Linked DNA regions of Drosophila melanogaster: region 2 is linked to region 1. Evidence: chromatin contacts called from public Hi-C data. All regions are on one chromosome and are shown on one strand. The core of a region is the stretch at or near the end of the contact, and the rest is flanking DNA. Distances in the headings are between cores, read along the strand shown. Region 1 holds the start of Raf (Raf oncogene). Region 2 overlaps sgg (shaggy).

What was found. A called contact is a pair of places that touch in the nucleus more often than the background predicts.
Region 2: a Hi-C map of the Kc167 cell line shows a contact between it and region 1, with 2.0 times the contacts expected there. The contact joins the enhancer-like site here to the promoter of Raf in region 1. A contact is called at or near these places in 3 of 107 Hi-C or Micro-C datasets (the D17-c3 cell line, the Kc167 cell line and wing imaginal disc).

What each region holds. Positions count from the first base shown.
Region 1 is chrX:2,293,012-2,298,614 of dm6, forward strand. Raf (Raf oncogene) reads left to right here and starts at 2,455. Exons shown (of 7, transcript NM_001103397.3): 1 at 2,455-2,947; 2 at 3,143-3,342. It overlaps CG2865, which reads right to left and starts at 400. Exons shown (of 3, transcript NM_001272255.1): 1 at 342-400; 2 at 1-282.
Region 2 is chrX:2,661,745-2,667,347 of dm6, forward strand. The region is part of intron 4 of sgg (shaggy); the gene reads left to right. Among named protein-coding and RNA genes, the nearest start is that of lncRNA:CR45197, 11 kb to the right of the region's middle. Within about 2 kb of position 2,122, at least 22 of the 39 cell types and tissues checked have an H3K27ac peak or open chromatin away from gene starts, as enhancers often do. A contact at or near this core is called in the Kc167 cell line and wing imaginal disc, where this site is marked.

The sequences.
Region 1 (5,603 bases), core at 1,205-3,704:
CACCGTTAGTCGAGCCTGCCGCTTTTGTTGTTGTCTTTGAAGTTTGGCAAAATTCAAAATAATCCAGGACTTTTGAATTTTTGTGTTTTATTTTTTTTTTTTTTTAAGAACTTGCACTTGCTTACGCTATGTAGTCAAACACAATAAAAAAATTCAACAAAAATTGTCAGATTTGTTTGTTTAGTTTTAGGCACACAATTGACTCAAAATTGCAGAGGGGTCGGGGCTTCACATTAATTGTTTCTATTTCTTAGTGGTCTCTTCTAATTTTTCGGTGGCCGCCTGTTGAGGGTTTAAGGTGAGGGGTGAAGAGAACTTTGTGCTTGGTCACCGTGGCTTACTGTTTCGGTTCCTGTTTCAACCGCACACGTCCGCACGGTTCTCGCGTTCGAAACGAAATAAAAACGCAAACGCTAAATGAAAGACGTTCGCTCGCAGCCGCTGCCGCAGTGGCGTCGCTGCCTCTGCCCTCGGTGGCAGAGCGCACAGATGTTTGCGTTCAAACGGAAGTGGCTTAAGAGAGCGCCTAAGAGAGAGAGAGTGAGAGAGCGAATGGCCTACGTGCGTATTTGTACATGCATACACACAGCTGAGGCAAACAAATAATAACACCTAGGCGCTTAAATAAAAGTTTTTAGGCCAATCGTCTCAAGCTAAATGATTTGATTTACTTTATATAGGTGCTCTGTATGAACTAAGTTAATTGACATATTGCATTAACAATCTTTACAGACACAATAATCTTAGTTCCAACTTGCAAATTGCTAACATAATTTTTCCAATATTCCCACATATCTTAAAACTGTAATTACATTTTCAGTGCTATTCTCTCCACCTGCACTGTACATGTGTATGTATATTTGTCGCAAAGATTTTTACTCATTTGTAACGGAAGCAAATCGCTGGTCAGTGGGTGGTGTATTTGTGTTGTCGTGGGTGTTTGAGTGGTTGGGCGCTTCGGTGATGAGCATAATCCGCATAGTTGTTGCTCCTGCCCCTTTATTATGTAAAAATAGTGACTTTGGCTGGATTTGGCTATGCAAAGTACTTGCTAAGGCAATCACCTACACTTGCGGCAACTGCTAATTGAGAAATCCACACGGCGCTGACATGGAATCATTCGAATCCATTGAAATTGCCAAATTAGGCGTGGGGGTAACCCCTTGAACTTATCGGCTCGGCTTAACGGGTTTAACAAAATTAAATACACACATATGCGCATGTATACATATGTTCATGCTTGTAGAGTGGCTCCTATAGTCTGTTTTGCGAATCAGAATCCAAGTAGAATAGTTTTTTAAGTGTTGTCTCAAAGATGTATGCATACATGGATGTATGTATGTATGTGTGCTTATGACTCTGTAGAAGGTCTATAAACTATGTATTTTGAGGTTTTGAAATGCGAGCTCGAATCAACCCCCTTCCCCGTTTCCAGCTCGATTCATCCTCTTCAACAAGTTCATCTCATCATTTACAGTTTTAGCATGATCCGAAAAATAACAACAACAACAACGACAACAACAAAAGCAAGAAAGTGGGCACAAATAATCGTAACAACAACAATTGTGAGGTCAGTTTGGCACTAGTCAGCGTGTGTGATTATGTGCGCACTTATGTCTGCGTGCATGTACATACATACATATGTTTGTGTGCGAGCACAAAGAGACAATGCAAATTTGCACTCAAACAAAGAGAGAGCGAGTGCAAGTGCGAGTGCGAGAGAAAGGGAAGAGTTCATGAGCGTGCGTTGTGAATGGCTGGAGGGGTCGAGTGCTGTGAGTGGGGGGATCTTTGTTTATCATTTTTGTGTACTATTATTAAGGCGCCGCTGACGGTCGATGACGACATACACACACACACACACACACACACGCAAATGCAAACATAGAGTTTGCACGTGTTTGTGCAAAGTGTTTAGCCGCAAGAAGTAAAGTTCTCGTTTTGATTTTGTTTATTCAAAATTGAAATTCCCAGAAACAAAAGCTCCCATGACGATGATGATTCACATGCCAGACGCTGCGGGGAAAAACATCAGGAACTTTATCAGCTAATTGTGTCACAAGAGGACAAATAAGCCAGAAACATTTGCCTGCGCGCGTTTCTTGGTATAGTGCCATCAACTCGATCTCGATCTCAGTAGTTCATCTTTTATAATGCCCACACACACATACATATGTACATATATGAGCATATGTACATATGTACATAAGTCATATGTACATATATGAGCATATGTATGTACATAAGTCATATGTACGTACATACGTTTTTGATTATCTTAAAAAATTGTAATCACACGTACTCCTGCCATTTGACTTAGACCCACTTTCGATATTGACAAATTTTCAATGGTTTTACATTTTTTCCCCACCTCTATTCATAATTTCTGTGTCTCTTGTGTTGCTTAAATGGGCCGTTTTGATTTCTTTCGCGTCTCATTCCAATTCCATCCCTCTTCCATTCCCATTGCCACACGCTTGGCGCTCTTTTGCATTTTCTTAAAGTCGCCCAGATAAGTTCGGAATTACGTAATTAAGCGGCAGCAGCAACAACAAAAACAACATAACCAACAAGCTAACAATTAAGTATTTATTGCTTTCAATTTGCTGCCCGATAACAAAAGAAGCCAAAAAACAAAAAGGAAAAACGAGAGACTGGAAAAAACAAGCAGAACAAAGTAAATAAAAACCGAAACGGACACACATACACACACACACACACCGCTACCTGCGTCGACAGCGGCAGCGAAATCAGCGCCTCGCTTCAATTTTATTCCGTTTGAATTTGAAGATGTTTTTAGTGCACTGCCATTAAGTCCTTAGCACGCGCTTTTATTTCGCTTCGTTTCAATGTGCAGGTAGGAATAACAAAAAGCGGAGGATGGGAGTGACAACGAAATCGAAACTTTGCAACAAAATTGCATTTGAATGAGCAGCGGGGGCGCGCGGTAATTTCAATTATCAATAACATATTTAAATTCCCCATTCTCCTCCCCTTCTATTATCCTCTGTCCCTCCTTCCCCCCTCCACGGACTCCTACACCTTTTTTAGTCGCTCTCTCAACTCTTGATTGCTCTCTCTCTCCCTCTCTCTGTGCGATGGGAACGTTCTCTTTGCCTTTGCATCGGCCACTTCACTTCAGCGGAGAGCACAGTGGGATAAATTGGCAGTTGATGACCCATTGTTGCATTATTGTGTTTTAACCATAAAGCCAACAAATGCTTGGCGTTCAAGCCCTTCATGGAGTAACGCATATCAACGGATTGTCGGGGATTATCCAACGTCTTAAAGTCAAAATCTTACAAATCGCAGTATTTACCTGGCAAACGTGTTAATCCACAGGTAAGTTGGGCTGAAACCACCCTAAGTCAATATCAAGGGTTTTTTTTTAGATCTTTCTAAAGTTTAATTGTACGCATGTCTTAGCTTCGAATTCTTGTCATCCGAAATGCTTTGTTGTCCATTTGTTCTTGTTCTGGCCCACTGTGCCGCGTGTGAATGAACGTATAAAAAGTGAGAGCGTCGCCTGCCCGACTCATAAACGAAAATCAATGACTCCCAATGCGCGTACCCTTCCCTCACCCCCCTGCGGAGCCCAACGCTTTTTGGGAGTGATAAATGCCGCCTCAGCGTCGTCAGCAGATTTCAGCCTGCGCATGTTTGTCGGCCCGCAAACACTCGCAAACACACACACACGCTCTTCCCGTGATGTTTGTTGATTTGGCTGCATTCAAGAAACGACAGTGCTTGGGGCAGTGGGCATTGTTAGACTTTTAGTCGTTTCAACTCTACTTTCAGTGGGTATCATCCGCAACCAAAAGGAGGAAGGATGAACATTGCATGTGTGTACATACATATGTACATACGCAGTACGTAGTACGGATTACGTATTACGTATGGGCAGTTGCCATTTATGCAAGGTGGCTGTTCCTGCACTCGAACACATGTTTGTGTGGTCATTTGTAATTTGGTCAGGCGAGCAACAAGAAAAAAGGATAATGAAAGGATCAAATGTGCGTAGAACGTACATATAAAGGGTGTGATATCACAATTATTTTCGATGACTTCGTTTAATGTTGGAAAAGTAGACGGGAATGCATTACATCGAAGTGAACTATTTAACTTTGGATAGAACTGTTGTTTTTTGTAGGCATTTGCATTTCTCGCCGCTTCTTCTGCTCCTCCTCCTGCTCTTCGCTTTGGCGTTGGCGAGAGAGCGCCTCGTTGGTCTCTTTGTGTGTTTATGCTTTCAACATTGATACGTGCCACTTTTCGGATGCAGACTTGCGAGAAGCAGCGGGGGGGGGGGGGGGGGAAGAGGAAGTGGCAGAAGCTGGTAGACGGGGGCAACGTGTGGGGACAGCTGGGTGAGTTTGTAATTAATTGCGGCCTTGCCTCCCCTTCACCGCCAAACATCCTCATCCCCGGCAGCCAGGCTCCCTCGCTCGCTCAGGCAAACTCTCTCGCTGAGAAACCAGCCGCCAACAGTTTGTTTTCTTTTCTCGCCGCTCTCATCGTCACTTCCGACTCGTCGGGGGCAGAGGGTGGGCCAGCGGCATACTCTTTGTCTAGTCGCCAATCTCCCCGCACTCCACTTCATTCATGAAGCACAAAGTGTACAGCAGACACTCGCTAAGTGACTAGTGTTTCGTAATTCATTAAGATTTTTGTTGGTTTTCTTCTCTCATTTTTCCCGCACCAATTCTGCACTATTCACAAGTAAAAATGGCACCAACTCTCTTATTTGTGGGCACTAAAACGACCATGAATCGTCGTTCGGTGTTCACTGTACCTGCTGCCAGTAGCCCAAAAACGGACAGTGGCTGAGGCGTCAGCGTCGGCAGAGCAAAGAAAGCGCGCTAGTTACAGTTACAGTTACGTTACAGAGGGCCAAAGACAATGCTAGGCTTGGTTAACGGTAATTACAGCGTTTGTGGGGGGGGGGGGTGTGGTGTAGTGCTCGGGCGTAGCTAGGCAGAGGGATATTTGTTAATACATATGTAGCACTCGAATTCTTTAGTTGGTTTATAATATCATCAAGAATGAGGAAAAAACTAGCTAATTTGTTGATAAATGTTAAGATGCCCCTCTGTTTTAAGTCCTCACTAAGCCCATGAAAAGCACCGTTAATTGAGTGGGATGATCCCCATTGAAAGCGCAGTACTACAGCTAATTCCAATACCACTTTCAATATCCAATTGCTCGCCTTTCAATCGTCGAAACGGTGAACGAAGAGGAGAAAAGATAAGGGTATGTACCGAAATGTGGAAATACCCGAAAGGGCCATTGGAATATGGGATATTGAACCCTAATCGTGAAGACCTCGTGTTTTCTTTGACTCATCAGCCGATTTTGCGATAATGCGCTCTTTTTGGTATCCGTTGGATGATACATAAATTAAATACATAAATGATAACTTATAGAAACACCATACACAACTGTTTAGAAATTTGTGTCAATCACTGTGACTCACTCATGATTGGTGGCTCTATCCACTTGCAACTGCGGACTACGGACTAGGCTAAGAATTGCTTAGAATCGCTTAGCACTGAGAAAAATATAGGTGTTGTTTAGATTTGGTGCTCGGTTCCCAGGACACTCTC
Region 2 (5,603 bases), core at 872-3,371, 370 kb after region 1:
GATATATATGCCTGGATAATATATATGATCTTATTCTCCCTTTTATTGTCATATGTAAAATGTAAAATTTGATCTTGGCTTTATTGTGGAGCGCAGTCTCGACGGCTGGAACACGATAAGGCAAAGCGGAATATTCTCGCTCGTCTCTACAACAGGCCATTTAACTGTTGTTGCATTTGTCGCTGATAAGAAAATCCGACAATGGTTAGAGGCAGGGAGGGGGGGGGGGGTAGCAGCGGCGCGGCAGGAGCAGGGCAACAGCACTGACTTACGCCAGCTGATGTTGATTTCTTCGCCAACTCATCTACATAGTACACTTTATGACTGGCAAACTTTGGATTAAGTGTGTGTATAGGTTATAATTATAATACGCTGCTGTTCTCAACGATAGTAGAAATAAGTGCGCACAAAATGACCGACGAGTTTTTGGACTGGCTTATGGATAATATAACATTTCCGACGAGCCACCGCATCCATCGGGATCCAGTTACCCAGCTGCCCACCAGTGTCATACGATGGGGTAGTACTTGCAGTCGATTGTTTTTAAAGATTCCACTAGGTGTCCGTTTTAGATATACGATAAACTGGTGGCTGTCAGTTGCATCAGTTCGGAATCTTGGCCCCGTGAGCTTAGCGAACGAAGCGTTAACGCCGCGGTGCGAAAAGTGGCAAGTGGCTAGTGGCTAGTGGCACATTCCCCTTGCTGCTGACTGCTACGATTACAGCGTATGGAAGGCACTGTGTCACAGCGTGCTTGTCACCTCGGTATCATCATCATATCATCATCAGCCCAAAGCAGTTCCCATCCGGCGAGTCGTAGTGGTGATTTGCAGCTTTCGCAGATGCTGACTGATAGCAGGAAGGTTGGCGAACTATATATATATATATATGTTGTAGAACTTGCCTAGCTTACTTTTGGTACTTCACTTCGCCCAACTACCGCCCACCCCCGATTTCTCGCTGTGTAGAGGTTAAGTCAAAGCTACGACAGCCTGCATGATCGAAGATCATCGGCAGTAAAGAGATCAAGAGGCACGCGGCTATATTGCTTACAGCGCTGATTATATATAGCCATAGGTATATATATATATATGTATATATATTCCCGTCGAGGGGGTGGCAGGAAAGAGGATGGGAAGATGGAAGGAATTGGGGATTCGGGAGCAGAGATTACGCCGTGTTAGCTGCTGTTGTTTCTTTTTTTTTTAACGCTCGACAATCACGCGCTCGTTTCATAAAACGGATGACAGAGCAAAAAACTTTTCCAAAAATATCAAAGCCCAACAACATGCATATATTGAACAGCTTGTGAAATGTATTTTTACGTATATGTATATATGTATTATATATGTATGTACATTCGTATATTCACTAAATCTGTGACCAAACGGAGGCGTGTCTCTGTCGTCTTTGTTTTTGTTTTTTGTTTTTTATGCCGCCCTCTCACCTCATTTCCTTTCTACCCTGCCCTGCCTCACGTTCGATTTGGAATTTGAAATGGAAAAATATGTTTTTGTGCTTTTCACTGGGAGTAGTAGTAGTAGGAATATTTGCAATTCGGATTATTATTTGTTGGAAAAGAGCAGGGAATCCATATAAAACCTATTGATGCTGCTGACCATTGAAGAGTAAGAGTAAATGTGGGCTTGTATTGATGGATATTGATGCTCCATATTGATCTGCTAAGAACAATATAGCAATTTGTGTATTTATATTTGCACACTGATAGCGATGCAACCAAGTGATTAGTGATTAGTGTTGCTATTTTCGTCACTTACAGCGATGGAAATGTTTTTTATTTAGCATTTGCCCAGCTGTTTTTCCATTGCCGTTACGCGTCTGCTTTTATATTAATTTGCTTTATTTTATTTTATGTTATCATGTCAACTCGCATTCAATACTCGTGTTTGATCAGCTGTGAAAAGAGCATTTTCAATGGATTCTAGTTACTAGATGCCAGATATCAGATACAAGTAGTTCTCTTTAAAATGCACCTCACAAACTATTGATTTCTCTTTGGCGAAATGGCTTCCTCTTCACCGATTTGTTTGTGTTTTGTATATTTGCTGTTGCTGTTTTCTGGGCACTTTGAGGTCTTCTAACGATTGGGGATGATGGGGAGGCATTTGGGCTTTACGTAGATACAAAAGAGAAAAAAATGTTGCCCGATTTTATTGGTGGCATTCAAAAGTATGCTATGGAAAGTTCCACCGAAGCTGCGATAGAAGAGACGACCGACCACCGACACCCGTTGTGGTGATGTGATAACGATGCAGGTGACAATGGCTGGCGGATTCATTTCTATAAGGTTGCCAAGTGCTGCAGATTGTGGGGCATCTCGTGATCTCCGCCCGCGTGGGTCGTCATCTGGCCATCCCTTTTCCACCGCCTCGCTTAACCGATCTCTGCCCTCTCTTTTGCCCAAAAACCGTGATCGACAGATAGATTTCTTAGCCAATAAAATAGAATAAAATCAATTCGTTTCAATTAAATGAAGTCTATATATGCTAACACTAGTCTATACTGCATATGCATTAGCATTAGTAGCAAACAGAAAAATGGCACTGATAGAGTATATTTTTTAATTGTCAGCACAACGGCAAGGTGAAGATTGCGAATCAAATATATAAAAAAATACTCTAAAATAAAAAAAACAAGGTGCACACTGGGGCTATACATACTCGTACATACATTTACCAAAGACCCTAGAATAACAAGATGCGTAACGGCCATACATTGGTTTGGCACTATGCAGCCACTTTTTTGGTGACGGCCAAAATTACTCTCTTTCGGCTCACTCCCGCTGAGAGCGTAAGAAATCTAAAAATATAATTTGCTTGCTTGTGTGAGTAAAAACAAGAGACAAGAACGCGTATAAGTGTGCGTGTTGTGCTAGAAGACGATTTTCGGGCCGAAATCAATTCTGATCGAAGAAACGAATTTACATGGTACATATTAGGGTAGTTTTTGCCAATTTCCTAGCAATATGATAAATTAAAAAAAAATTATTATAATTTTAAAGCTTTTTAAATTTGTTTGTTAAAATTGTTGCTCGAATTAGCTACCGTTTACACATTTATATTTATGTTTAATTCTAATTTGTCTCTCATCTGACAATTTTTTAAAAGCTAAATATTTTTTTTGAAACACTTTTAATGTTAATGTTACATCATATTAAGTCAAATGATTTAATAAATATACTAAATAATTAAATATGATAACTGTTTATTGCAAAAGTAATATCAAAGACACTAGAATTATTCTAGTTTCTTTGCTTTGGTCATATTTTGAGGCACGAAGTGCGGACACAAGCACTCAACAATCATTACCTTATTAATTATTCACACGCCGCAAGATGAATACTCTAATGACAAATATTCTAATATAAAGCCATTTTTGAAATTTATTTTTGTGATAATATGTACATAGATTTGGCTATTTCTAACCTATTTTCAAATAATAATAACGTTAAGGCATGCAAAACAAGAATTTTTCGCATGGTGCCAATTGATCAAAAATAATATAGATTTAAAGTCTAAGAACTTCTGAGGTGAAGGGCATATTTTGTCAAATTTACAATGCATGAGCATACGTGTGCACACATACAGTTGTCTGCTATCACACTTTGTGCGTTGAAAAGAGCTGTTCGCTGTAGCGCTCTTCGCTCTCTCGCTCTCTAACAAAAATTCGAGAGAGCCTGGAGCCACCTCTAGAGCCACGGCCAAAAAATTGTGTGCCAAAAAATCGTATGGCGTTACGCATCTTGTTATTCTAGTGTCTTTGCATTTACCCTTCAGACGTTCCAGTCTTGGCTAATCTTAAGTGAAATCCAAGGGATACATCTACATCTACATCCTTGAAATAAAACTAGTTTGCTATTGGGTAAGGGTTTTCATTCAATTTCATTCAACTTGGTTGGGGTTCTGACGGATAGGGCATTTATTTTGGGCGTGGTTCAACTGAAACCGAAGTTCGTGCGGCTAAACTGCGGCGATGACTCCACTTCCACGTCCATGCCACACAGATATTGAATGGTGGGGGTGCAAAATGCCAGTTTTCGGGTTAGATCCCGATTATTGTTTAGTGAACGCGCTTTCCATTTTCCTTTATTGCTCTCCATCCATCCATCCGTCTGTGTTAGCTTCCTCCACCTTTCGTTCCGTTCCGTTCCGAATGGGGTTTTCGCCCCCTTTAATGTGGTGATACTGCGTCATGGCATTTTGCATGCCACCGCACTGCGCCGCCCACAAACGCCCACGCCCCCTTTTTGCGGCTGAGTGGTGCCAAATGCTTGTATATCGATTAGTTTCCGTCGACGGTGGCGGCAACACAACAAATTGCTTTGCCGCTCGGACAGCTCCAACTGTTCCATCAGCAGCAGCGGCCCATGTTTCACCTTTTCGATATAGTTTCTCAATGTTTGGTCAGGGGGGATTGTGGGGGGGGGGTGAGGAGTGTGTTTAACCCATTGATAATTTGATTGATTTGGTCGCAGTCCTGTAGAAACTCAGTTGATTAATGTGAGAATGGCAGCGGAGGCAACAAAACATAACCGATTTACAATTGATGAATCGATCAAATCGATAAATGCACATCGATATATGTATGTATATTGATCCTTTGCGATTCTTTCGAAAGTGCGAAGGTCACATTTTCGTTTAGGCAATAATTTTAATATCGATTGACAAAGTATATGGGCCAATCAAGTAAATTGGTTTATTAGCTAGCACGCAAATATTTTATTATCAATTTTATTATCATTTTTTCAACTTTGAGTACTTTTGCTAACATTACGCATATGGATCTCTTATCTCTTCGCTATTGCAGATGCAATAATGAGAAACAATGTCAATGCTATTGGGCCTTTAATTTTCATCGTCGCATTTGTGATTCTAATTGATTCATTAAAATAAAATAAATTTGATTTGCACTTGCACTTGCATGTGCTGCGTGGTTGTATCCTTTGATTGGTCTTCTCCGTCGTATTCTCTTCGAATTCTTCTGGCGAATCTTCGTTCTCCGCTCTGCCTCGTTCTTCTCCGCCGCCGCCCGCCGCATTGAACTGTCAGTTGTCTGTCGTCAAAAAAAAAAAAAAAAAAGGCAGGGGCCATAAGGGGGCGTGGCTGTCGCATGCTTGACCACGCTTGGCTGCCACTGTCTTTCTTCTGTCGTTCTGTCTTCTGTCTTCTGCGTCTCCGAACCAGCGTGTCTTCTCTGCTTTGGCCTTATCGCAATTTTCCCTCAATTAAAATTTTCCCCAAAATCGCAACAAATTGTACGCGATTATTATGGGTATGGTCTAAGATTAGTAGGCTTTTATATTAATTTATTTTTTTTTTTCAAGCGCGTTTTAAACGATCGAAGAATTGGTGAGGATCGCATTCGTGTGTGGGTCGCGTGTGGAACCCATCGATCGCCCTTCGTGTGGCATTCGAGTGCGATCTCTGGGTCTCTCAGCTGTCGTTCGTCGTTCGTGTTGTCCTCTGGCTTCTTCCATTTTTTTGTCGCCAATTGTGCAACGGTAGCTCGAGCGATCGGATCGTTGGATCGAAAGCGGAACGAAAAGCGGAACGCATCGGATTTGATCTGATCAGAGGGGAGGA